2 separate regions of the Gossypium hirsutum genome follow, and region 2 is linked to region 1. Evidence: chromatin contacts called from public Hi-C data. All regions are on one chromosome and are shown on one strand. The core of a region is the stretch at or near the end of the contact, and the rest is flanking DNA. Distances in the headings are between cores, read along the strand shown. Region 1 holds the start of LOC107948916 (mannose-1-phosphate guanylyltransferase 1). Region 2 holds the start of LOC107888725 (protein PLASTID MOVEMENT IMPAIRED 1).

Region 1 (6,007 bases), core at 998-3,497:
CCCTCACAAGTGTATAAGGTTGTCTCTGCATCCGGTCATCCACCAAACATGATGTTCACCGGTAACCAAAGGCCAGCAGCTATCCTTCAACTACAAGCCTACTGACACTCGGCCCTCGAACTTATTCCAACTGGAATTTGCCTAAGAATAACAAGAAAAGAAGGGAAACAAAAAGGGTAATGCAGACAACCAAATTGCAATTTCGAACTCTCAAAATGTTGATTCCAAGCTCAACCTTGTGATCACATGACAATTTCTGGCTTCAAAATACTAGACTTTATCTCCTTGTGAGGCAGGACAACACCTCCATTGCTATAAACTTCATCTCCAAGATGAACATCTTCTCCTAAGATCGTCATGTTTTCCAACCGTGCCCACTTTCCAACAGTGGAATGCCAGCCAATAATGCTATTGGAGACGCAAGTATACTTCTTGATACGAACTCCGCGCATTATGGTACAGCGTGACAACCTTACCCCGGACTCAATTATACATCCTGGACCAATGGCTACATCAGGTCCAATGAGGCACCCATAGCCAATTACAGCACTCTCATCTACCAAAACATTCCCAACAAAATGAGATCCAGTTGACAACTTGGTAGAGGATTTTTTACGCAACGACTTTAAGTACATTCTCAGGCCAGTAATGTAATCCTTTGGTTGTCCAATGTCCATCCAGAACCCAGGCAGCACCATCGCATAAAGCTTATTCTCTGCTGCAATCTTTGGGAACACTTCTTTCTCAATTGAGGTGGGTCTCAGTTCTATTCGGTTAAGAACAGATGGGTTCAACAAGTAAATCCCAGCATTGATTTTGTTACCAACAAATATTTGTGGTTTCTCGACAAACTTTTCAACTTTGCCTGTAGTTTCTTCCATGACTACAACACCATATTTCGATGGCTCATCCACCTTGAAACAAAAGAAAGATCCTTGTGAGGAGGTGATTTTAATGGCAATCTTTTTCTCAAGAATGCTAAACCCAGTTTACTACATTACCTTTGTCACCATAATGGAAGCTTCTCCTCCATGACCCTTGTGAAAATTTACCATTTCTTTTAGTGGATATTCACTTATAACATCACTATTGAGGACAAAAAATGGCTCACCAGAGCCATCGATCAACTTGTCTCTAGCCAGAGCAATAGGACCAGCTGTGCCAAGTGGTTCAGTCTCCTGTGAGCAGGTGATTTTAATGCCAAGCTTTTTCTCAAATTCTTTTAGGAAATTTAACATAACCTGCAAAATCAATGGAGCAATATAAAAAACTAACTTCAAGGAAAAAAAATCAATAACAAACAGTCATCAATATGAAAATTTGCAGCCATAAATGGGCACTTTTCTATGTTACCTCTGGTTGGTAATTGATGGCCAGAACAACTTCAGTAACTCCAATAGCTTTGAGAGCTTCAATCTGGTAGTATTAAAAAAAAAGAAACAAACGAACTATGTACAATCATTCGTTTAACAACACCACGTAAAGCTTCACACTTTTTTTTTTTTTTAGTCATAGAATCACCAAATTTATCTTTGTAACAAAAGCCAGGTCTAAATAAATCTTAAACCCATTTTAAACAGGATTACCTTTTTTGAAAATCTACAAATATTTCCAGGAATATAAAATCACCAACAACAAACAAGAAGTAAACCAAAGACGATGAGGAAAAATCTAAAATAAAATATAATAAACCTGATGCAGTATCATGGGTTTGTTAGCAAAATCCACCAAAGGCTTTGGGACGCTAAGAGTCAACGGTCTCAATCGTGTTCCAAATCCACCAACAAGAATGAGTGCTTTCATCCTGATACCTCACAAAATATCTGAATTTCCTGTAAATTATATGACCCATACCATGGATTATCTCAAGCAGTGAGTCGTTAGTGTATCTAATAACAAATCCCATAAATCATAAATAGCAAAAATAGGGGACGTTTGATCATAGATGGATCTAAGGTGGCGGAGACATTGGAACATGTAAGGAACTTGAACTAGACTTACAGAAGTGGCTTGATCGGAGTTTATTTGTAAGAACTGTCAGCCTGTGACTGTGACAGAGATCTTGGCGGTCTTTTCTCGGAACAAATCTGGAAATAAATTGGATGAAATTAATGCTCTTATGGGGACACCTCGTCCAAGTTAAAGCCAAGCTTTTGATTCCTTCATGAATTTACAAGGCCATTGCCACCTGAGGCCATGTGGGCTAGTCTGATAAAGTGGCCTTCCAATTTTTCTCTTGTGTGTGTGTGTGTTTTTTTTCCTTCCTAAATTAGGAAATATTAAATGGTATCAGTTGATTAGGATGATATTTATTAAAAAATTAAAGTATTATTTAAAAAAATAAATATTAAATAAATGCATTAAAATACATTTTAATTAATTTCTATGGACACCATTAAAATAACATTTCACACTATTAAGTTGGAATTCAATTTTGCTCCTAGTTGAATAGATTTTTGAGGCAAAATGTATGGCTATTTATTAGTATCAATCCTCACAATATAAATGATTTTCTTTAATATTTAACTTGTTAATATTTTGTATAAAAACTTATAACTACGAAAATTTATTATCTTTGATTACAAGCCCTTGATTGAGAAGATGCTATCAAAATCAAGCATTGGTCTGCTCGCCACCTAAGCTTTGCTGGCAGGTTGCAGCTACTCAAAGTCATGCTCTACAACATGCAGGGTTTTTGGTGTAGGTAGTTTTTGTTGCCCAAAAACTATTCTCAAAAGTATCCCATCTATGTTCAAAGTTTTTTTTGGAAAGGCAAGGATTGTAGTGTTACTGGTATTAGTGTCTATTGGCAATTAATCTGTCTACCAATGTCTGAGGGTGGTTTAGGATTAAGTAGCATTGAGGAATGGAACAAAGCTTGTATATTGTAGCTCATTGATCACATGCGCGTGTGCACAGAAAATAAATAATTTTATAAAACGATTTAAAAGTGTGGTTTTAATTGCAAAGTGTAGAAGGTTATTTGTAATATTTGTAATGTCAATGGAACACTAGAGCATTCCTAGGATAGAACTCAAAAGATTGTCAAATTGGTAAATGTCTTATCAAGTTTTACAAGTTAAACAATTGTTAATCTAATCACGTCATAAATTATTAGTGCAAATTCAAATGCAAGTTATTTGTAAACTAAATTTAAATTAACAAATAAAAATATCAAATTAACTTTCTTCCTTTTCACTAGAAACTATACAAATGGATTGAAATGATGGTTGAATGAGTCTTGGATTACTAACTAAGCTAATAAACCTTTGATGATTATATTGTTTGTCACTTTTAACTAAGAATCTCTTCTCAGTCTCATCCTAGACTAAAAGATACCACCTAAGTTCTCCTCTCGATCTTACCTAGGCATATAGATTTCGTCTTGGTCTCACTATTCGGCACAAGTGTATCAAAGTCTTACACGATAAAGTCTCCTCTCAGTCTTATCTATCTAAATCTTCCACTAGAGGCATAAATTCTAGTGTAATATGCAATTTAATTCACTTGAACATGTTGGAACTAGAGTTTTTCCAAAACAAGATATTGGTTGTAATATCTAAAGTAATAAACACTTAATCAAAATTGTACCATTTCGATTTGTCTAGGATGAGCGCTTCGACTAGGTAGTTTTCTTTGCTATCCTCAAGCTCATGTCTGCCAACTATGGGCTCGTTTAGAATCAAAAAATTTTCACAAAAATTACCAGTAAGGTAATTTTGTAATTTCTCTAAAATTTTGGGTCAAGTTGTAAATCAGAAAATATCTCTAGAAATTTTTTGAAATAATCTCTTTAGAGAATTTTCTCTCTATAACTTTCTCTTGAATTCAAGTGTGTGAATAATGACCTAAGGCTCTCGTTATATAAGAAGAGTTTAGAGAGTTCAACTATAATTAAACTTAATCATTTTAATATTAAAATAATATAATATTTATTAAGATAAATATTAGATTAAATTTAATATTAAATCTCATTAAAATAATAAGATAATCACTTTAACATTAAATTAATAAAATACAATAAGATAATTATTAAATTAAATTTAATATTAAACTATTAAAACAATATTATTTTTGGAATAATTAATCTGAAATCAAATTCTCTAGTAGAGTCCCAGTAGTGTAACTTTTCCACTGCTCAACCACCGATAGCCAACCGCCGTCGGCCACTGAGATGTCATCGTCGCAGCCTCTGGCACCAGAACCATCGTGTCCGATGATGCAGGTGTGACACCCTTATGCACCCGAGCCAGTTCGATCCAGGTCCATGGTGACCCGACCGGTCCAGTCTAGCCACCGATTGGACCGTTAGTACAGTTTCATATTCTGAGCCCATTTCGACCAGTTTTTGGGTCTTGGTCTCGGTTTCTGGGCTCTTAGGCGCAAATTACGATCTCAGATCCAATTTTCAAGTTCAATTACCCATTTGGCCAATTTTCTGACTTGAAAATTAATTTTCAAAAATACCATATTAATTTTAATTGATTTGATTAATTTAATTTTACTGTATCAAAATTAATTTTTCCAAAAATCACTTAAATTTTGCAAATTAATTTTTCAAAAAAATTCTTTAATCAAATTTTCGAGTTGAACAATTCTTACGACCGCCTATTTTAATTCAACTTTGAATAAATTGACTCAATTAGATTATTCCCAAAGTCGTAGAATTTTCTTTTAATTCAAATGCAATCTGATTGAGCTTCTTTTGAGCTAACGGAGGGACCAATCGGACATATACAATTAGGTTCTAGTGATTGCAATTATGTCCAGAAGCATTATTCCGATAATTCACAATTACTTAATCATGGAGTCAGTCCACAAGAAGTACCATGATTGAAAACTCCTTATTGTATACTCTTTACGGAAGCAATTCATCAACTGCTTTGTCCAATGACCTCATCATGTGTATGTTACCCTCATATGATATCTTTGATTCCTTTGAGTTAAATCTATTCACTCAATACAATTTTATTTTATCTCATTATCATCATTGTATCTTCTTAATGATTAATATGGTCACTGTCAACAAATGGTTGTGATAAATTGCTCATTCGAGAACAAGCAACCCGTGACCAAGTTCCATATTTATCAATCCACACAATGCCAATAAAAGGATATCATTAACTCTTTAATTGAGCTATGAATTCCAGTGTTGCTACTAAAGCCATGCCAAACACAAGTCATGTACCCAACATATCAGCTATGGGCTCGATCATCTTTAGAGCATAAACCTCCACATATATCAAAGCATATAAGTTGCATACGCATGGTTAGTGACTAATTCAGGATTTAGGTAGATCATACCATGAACATCACAAGTGAATTAGTTCATAAACGAATTTAGAATTAATTCGTCTTGGGTCCAGTCTAATGTATCATTCTACCAATGAATACATCTATGTCTCCACTCGTGAAATCAACTGCTCTGATAACTAAGACTACTCATCTCTCCAATTGGAATTGTAGATGGCATAATAATCCTTTTCAGTATTGCAAGCAAATGCTTACTTTGATTCTTTTACGAGATTACAGACTCATTTAGGTTATCTACTGAAGTAAATTATCTTTTTCGCAATGTAAACATCCTTTACAATGCCACTTATCTTCAGTTTGAACTTTAGATAATTAATGAGTTAATATTTGCTTGTCATAATTTTGCTATGCATGCAAAATACAAAAGACATAGTAGTGAAATGTAAAATTAATTTTATTTATTTATTCACCATTCAAATAAATAGAAAACAGTTACATGTTTACTATAATATGGACACATTTCCCAACAATCTCCCACTTGTCCTAGTGAAGTAAATGTGTCATGTTTCGCATTCCCATATCCTCGACGTGTTGGTTAAAACTCCTAGTTACAAGAGTCTCAGTAAACAAATCCACAAGGTTATTTTTAGAAGCTACTTTCATCACATCTATAATTCCTTCAGCTATTGCCTCTCGTATCAAGTGATACTTTTGATCAATGTATTTTGTCCTCTTGTGACTTATCGTTTCCTTG
Region 2 (6,007 bases), core at 888-3,387, 220 kb before region 1:
TTTCATCCAGCGGCATCGAAGATGAAATCTGGGAGCTGAGTTTCTCAACTCCAGCGGCTGCCATCTTCTGAAATAGTTCAAAACCATTCAATGATTTATCTGATGGTATAACCAGTGGTTTCGACACCTGCATAGCTAATTTTGGCATGTCTTTTCTAGCAACCAAGGAATCCAATGGATTCACAGCAGCTAAGTAGCCTCCATCTCTTGTTTGAACCACACAGCCTAGCCCCTTTCCTAGATCAGGGAGATAAACTTTAGAATCAGAATCACCAGCGGTATCATCCTCAGCTTTGTCGAGTTGAAAATGTGGAATATCTTTAAATTCATTGCTTCCTTCATCCTCTAACATCTGGAGAAATTCCCTTGTTACAGTTTCTTCATCAGCATCCAGCCTTTGTGATTCTGTTTCTTCATCAGCCTTGACAATCTTTTCATCCCCCATCATAGATTCAAGAGCTTTAATCTGCCGGGCAATCGAATCAAGCTCAGTTAACCTTGTCTTATGTAACTGATCATTCACCATCTCCTTGACAACCTCACTTGAAACTGATTTATTGTCTTCGGGTTCTTCTTCCTCGGCTTCTTTGAGTTCTTTCTCTTGAATTTCGACCCCCTTGTCTTCAACATCAAACTCTGGGAGGTCAATCTCTTCCATCTTTTCCGGTTCTTCTGATTTCTGAACGGAGACAGAGGATGAAGGAACCGTCGCCGGTTCATCGAGGTTCAAATCATCTAGTCCTTGAAGATCAGGTGTCACCCCTGTTTGTGAAGGAGTCCAAGCTTCTGATCGGCTCATCATCCTCGGACTAGGAACACTAAAAGATGTTTTCGATTGCTTACGAGCAAAAGATGCTGAAAAATTCTTGGATTTGGAGCTTTGCAATCCCCCCGAGGCTTGATTGTAAATACCAATTCCTCCATCTTTTTCCATGATCTGAAATCCCAATTTCACAATGAGTTCTCCCCCTTTCGCCTTCCCTAATAGATTGAAACTCATGTCCCATTGCCGAACCCGAGTTCCTTCGTAGCTCTTCTCCACAGACTCCTGAATAAGGAGACTCAAATCCACAGTGTTTCTCCCAAAATCAAGCTCTTCAGCATCAACAGCAACCAGATAGATCCAAAACGGACGAGGCTCAAATTTCGTAGGCTTTCCATTGCCAGAACTGCAATATACATGGCACCTAACAAAAAGAGTCTCTTCAAAATCCGCAGCTCCTTGTGATACCCGTGACGGCATGGTGTTAACAGCTCTATCTTTGGTTTCTTTCTTCCGAACACAAACGGAAAGTCGCAGGCCATTCATGGAAGCAGGAAGGCCTTGCGCAGTCACAACTTCAACAGATAACAAGCAGCTCAGCTTTTGCATCCCGATATGCGTAAGCGCTCGAATCGGCTTCCAATTCCATATCCCTTTCTTTTCAGTTGACACAGCTTTCGCTTCTAGCTCATTTGGTCTCGTGGCCTGAACCTGGTTATCATTCTGGTCGTCAGCTTTTGGTCTGGAACGCCAAGGTGACAAAGACAAACGCCGAGCTCGGGGCCTAGCACTGTGCTTATTATCTTCAAATTTAACTTCGGGGACCTCATCAGTAGGTGGAAGAGAAGACCGAGGAAGAGCAAGGGAAGCAGTTCTTCGAGTAGTGGAGATGTGGGATTGGTACAGGGATTGACTAAGTGCTTCCAGTTCATCCAAAAGCTGAGTATTGGAGTTTCTCCAACCCGTTGCAGTTGCCATGTCGAGTTATGAAAATAAGAATTGGTGATGTTGGAATGTGTTGCAGAGAAATGGAAAAAAGAAGATGAAATGAGAAGATAAGGAAAAGACATGGTATGAAACGCTGTTGTGTGGTGGAGAAAATGAAAGGGATGATGATGAAAAGTATGTGTGGTGGAGAAAGTGCAGTGAAAGAGGATGAGAAGTGGCTGTTTCTGGTCCTTTCAATAGAATTTACCAGTCACTGCTACCAAAGGGAGATGATAAACATGTGAAGGATAAGAGGAAAACGTTGGCTTTCTCTCCCTCTCCAACTCCGTGTTTTGAGAGTGATGGGGATGCAGGAGAAGCAAATATGGTCCCCATACAATTTAATATTGGTTCTACAGAAGCGGGGGATGGATCATTTCAGAAATTTCTTCAGTTTCTAGTCCCCAATTTTGTTGAGTTTTATATTTCTTTTTGACCTGAGACAGCATTTATTTGTCACATGGGCCTATGCTTGTTTTACTTTTACACCCAAATTTTAATCTTTAATATCATTGAAGTTTAAAAATAATATAAAATATAAAAATATATATCGTCTTTCACTTTTTTATTTTCATTTGTAAATATAAATTTAAATTATATTGATTGTAAATTTTTTTAATGAAAATTTATAAATTTTAATATATCTCTAATTTTTTTTAATTTTATAATTAAACTTCACATTTCTCCACAAATATGATACTCTAGTTTGACTATTCTAGTATGGCCGAGGACCTTGATTAGCTATCATCATCATCATCATCATATCATCATTTACTAGTATTCCAACATTCTCAATTCCATTCAAGCCACCTTCTCCTACATTGTTTTCTCTTCCACCATATCATCCTCCTCTTCCATCCTCTCAATAATGTCGGTTCTTGTTTTGGACATCGTTACCATTAACACAATCTTTACCATACATGATATTCAAATCTTCAAATTATGGAACTTGAACGGGGTTGCGTTCTTATGACTCTGTATACATACTAAATTAATAAGTAGACATGACTAAATATGAAGACAAATTTAATAACATAATATTTTATATAACCACTTTGAGAAATTCATCACAAACCGCTTGCTCTGCTATCACCACTCTTCTTATGACATCTCGTCTAAAGTTGCTGGAGTGCATACCATAAATCATGTCAGATACAATTGACCACTTCTTTCTAAGAGTCCTCAATCTATTGTCAATGTAAGGTTTGATACTAGAAAAAAAAAAGAATAGGGAAATTTCAATTGTAACATTTTCTCAAGTATAGATAGATATCTTTTCCTAAAGCCACAATAACCATTGTGATTACCTAAGTGGTACAATTCAACAAGGCATTCAACTAACATTTTTTCTCCGTCATCTGTCCAATGTCTTTCATTGGACTTACTACTTGAATTCTCACTTTCAAATTTCACCTCTAGGTTTGTCATTCTACATATATATGTGAAAGTGGAATAACATAATATATCATAATTGTTACCAGATCATATATAAATGAAATATACAAATAAAAAAGTATAAATACCGAAAACAAATACATTTCATACAGTTACAAAAATAATATTTATGAAAAGTAGTTTTCACATTGCAAACTAAACTTAGATCTTGTAACATCCCAAAATTTTCACTCAGGTTTTGTAACATCCCAAAATTTTCAGTTGGACACATGACACTATTCTAGTAATGGATACAGTGAATCAGTGAGAAAATTTGGAAAATGAGTTGGATAAAGAAACCTTATTGAATCAAAGTTGTTAATTGCTATGAGAAAATTTTGAAAAGAATTTACACGTAGAAATGTGACAAATGGACCAAATTATAAATTTTGAAAAGTTTAAGGACTCAAGTGAAATTTTGACCACCATTGGAAAATGAGCTATCAATGATTATTTTCCATGGAAACATATTGGATTATATGTTAGTGTCAAGTAAACCATTTTGGACTAAATTGAAAGAAATTTGAAAGTATAAGGATTAAATTGTAATTTTTTAATTTTATTAGGTTAAGGGAAAAATTGTAATTCTCACCACTCAAGGATTTATATTAAATATTTATTATGAATTATGAACTTGAATTGGTCTAAGTATCAAGTTTTGAGAAGAAATCGCTAAAAAGGGTAAAAAGGGGAAATATGGTAATTTTATCGTAAAATGGTAGTTTGGTAAATTCCTGATACTTTTATGATGGAAATGATATTTATATATGATATTTGGAATCTGAAATTATTTTGAACCGTGAGAACCCCATATTAAGGATATGTGCTTCAAATGGACAAATTTAGACTTAAGTTGTTAGAGCCCACATGTTGATATTTTTGTAGGGAATGAGAACTCCCATTGGCCCCATCTTCTATTCTTTTCCAGCCAGTAGAAGCAGCCATTGTTTCCATTGTTTTGCTTTTTCATCTTGTTGATTATTTCTCCATTTTCTCTAAAAAATTCCACTACCCGCCTTGAGTTAATGTTGAAATCCTCATGAAATCAAACCCCCTAAGCTCATTTCCTTCACCAATTGTAGAAATGAAAGCTTAGGATTTCATTGGTTTTAGTGGAATACTTGAGTGAGAAAGCTCTAAAAAGGTAAGAAATGGTTTCCTACGCCTACATTAGCTTGATATTTACTATGATTTGTCATGAGAAAGCTTCGAAGGAATTTATATTATTTTTTTAATGTATTTTTTTGTATAGAAATGTGGAGATGATGATTTATGGAAATTATAAGCTTGAATGATGATGGAGTAGAGCTCATGGAAACTTGATTAAGTGCTTTAGATCATCCATTAAGGTAAGTACCTTAGATAATCTTATTTATCTTATATTAAAGTTTATGGACTACGTAGAAATATAAGTGATAAATATGGAATGGAAATTTGTAATAAACATATGTGTAACACCCCTAACCTATATCCGTTGCCAGAATAGGGTTACAGAGCATTACCAGAATTTACAGATCAAATACAAATATTTCATACCGTTTAATATTCATATAAAAAACTAATCATAATCAATCATATTGTCCCTTGTATGAGCCCTCGAGGCCCAAAATATGCATTAGAAACAAGTCTGGACTAAACTGAGTATTAAGAAAATTTTTCGCAAAACTTCAAAATTTTTTCCTAGGTGCAGAGGACACACGCATGTGTAGCCAGGCTGTTTGGCTTACACAGTTAAGAGACACTCCCATGTCTCAGATCGTGTGGGAATTCGAATTAGGGTCACACGGCCGTGTCCCAACCCGTGTCCAAATTAGGGCTCTCACTGACTTCGGTCACATGGCCAAGCCACATACCTGTGTGCTAGGCCGTGTGAGCATACTGACTTACATTAAATAGGTGCAAGGGTCACAAGGCCAAGCCACACGCCTCTGTGCTAGGCCGTATGAAAATACTTGAGCATTCTGTTTTGTAATTTTTAAGATGCAGAGGACACACGGCCAGACCACACGCCCATGTGCTAGGCCATGTGTGACACACGGCTAAGACACACGCCCGTGTCTCTGCCCGTGTGGAAGAAAATAGGTCATTTTCCAAGCCTCTTTTCTCATCGAATCTGTTTTTCACCTACATTAACACTTCAACACTTTCACCAACCAATACAAGACATTTAAATCAAGCTAAGACCAAGTTTAATACATATCAAAATGTCCAATTCAAGCCATTTCAATGGCTATTCACAATAAAATATTTTTAAGCCAACATTGGCTAAATTACCCTATACATGCCATTATAACCAAAATTAGTTTTCTATATTTACCGAAATGGGCCGATGGATAGTGTGATGTAGCTCTGACCAGCTTCCAACCCAATGATCTGAATTACTAAAAAAAATAGAAGAAATAAAACATAGTAAGCATTTAATGCTTAGTAAGTTCGTATAACAAGAAATTAATAAGTTCGTATAACGAGAAATTAACTTATCATTCATTTACATTTAAGGTAAGCATACAAAATACATCCAAAGCAATTTTGCTAATAGCCTAAACATATAACCTCACCAAACATGTTAGTTATGTATTACACATGAATACTAAGAAACATGTATGAGCTCGTAAAATATCAAATTTCCATGTATTTCACATATATACGGGTAATGATTCATTTCCAACTCATATTTTCTCATGTCAGGATTTTTCCCGTTGAAACATTTAAAATATCGATGGATACATGGGTAGTACATACGAAGTGTACAAAACTGTAACCCTTCAATTCATGTATTATCCTTCAATTCATGTATTATCCGTCAATTCATATATAGGAATG

What was found. Hi-C and Micro-C count contacts between places; a contact is called where the count stands out from the background.
Region 2: a Hi-C map of leaf shows a contact between it and region 1, with 2.7 times the contacts expected there. The contact joins the promoter of LOC107888725 here to the promoter of LOC107948916 in region 1. A contact is called at or near these places in 3 of 34 Hi-C or Micro-C datasets (callus and leaf).

Annotation. Positions count from the first base shown.
Region 1 is chrA04:74,186,165-74,192,171 of Gossypium_hirsutum_v2.1, reverse strand. It overlaps LOC107948916 (mannose-1-phosphate guanylyltransferase 1), which reads right to left and starts at 2,247. Exons shown (of 5, transcript XM_016883580.2): 1 at 2,002-2,247; 2 at 1,693-1,832; 3 at 1,354-1,416; 4 at 1,002-1,241; 5 at 1-914. The coding sequence starts at 1,803. The coding sequence ends at 243.
Region 2 is chrA04:74,401,181-74,407,187 of Gossypium_hirsutum_v2.1, reverse strand. It overlaps LOC107888725 (protein PLASTID MOVEMENT IMPAIRED 1), which reads right to left and starts at 2,137. Exons shown (of 1, transcript XM_016812913.2): 1 at 1-2,137. The coding sequence starts at 1,741.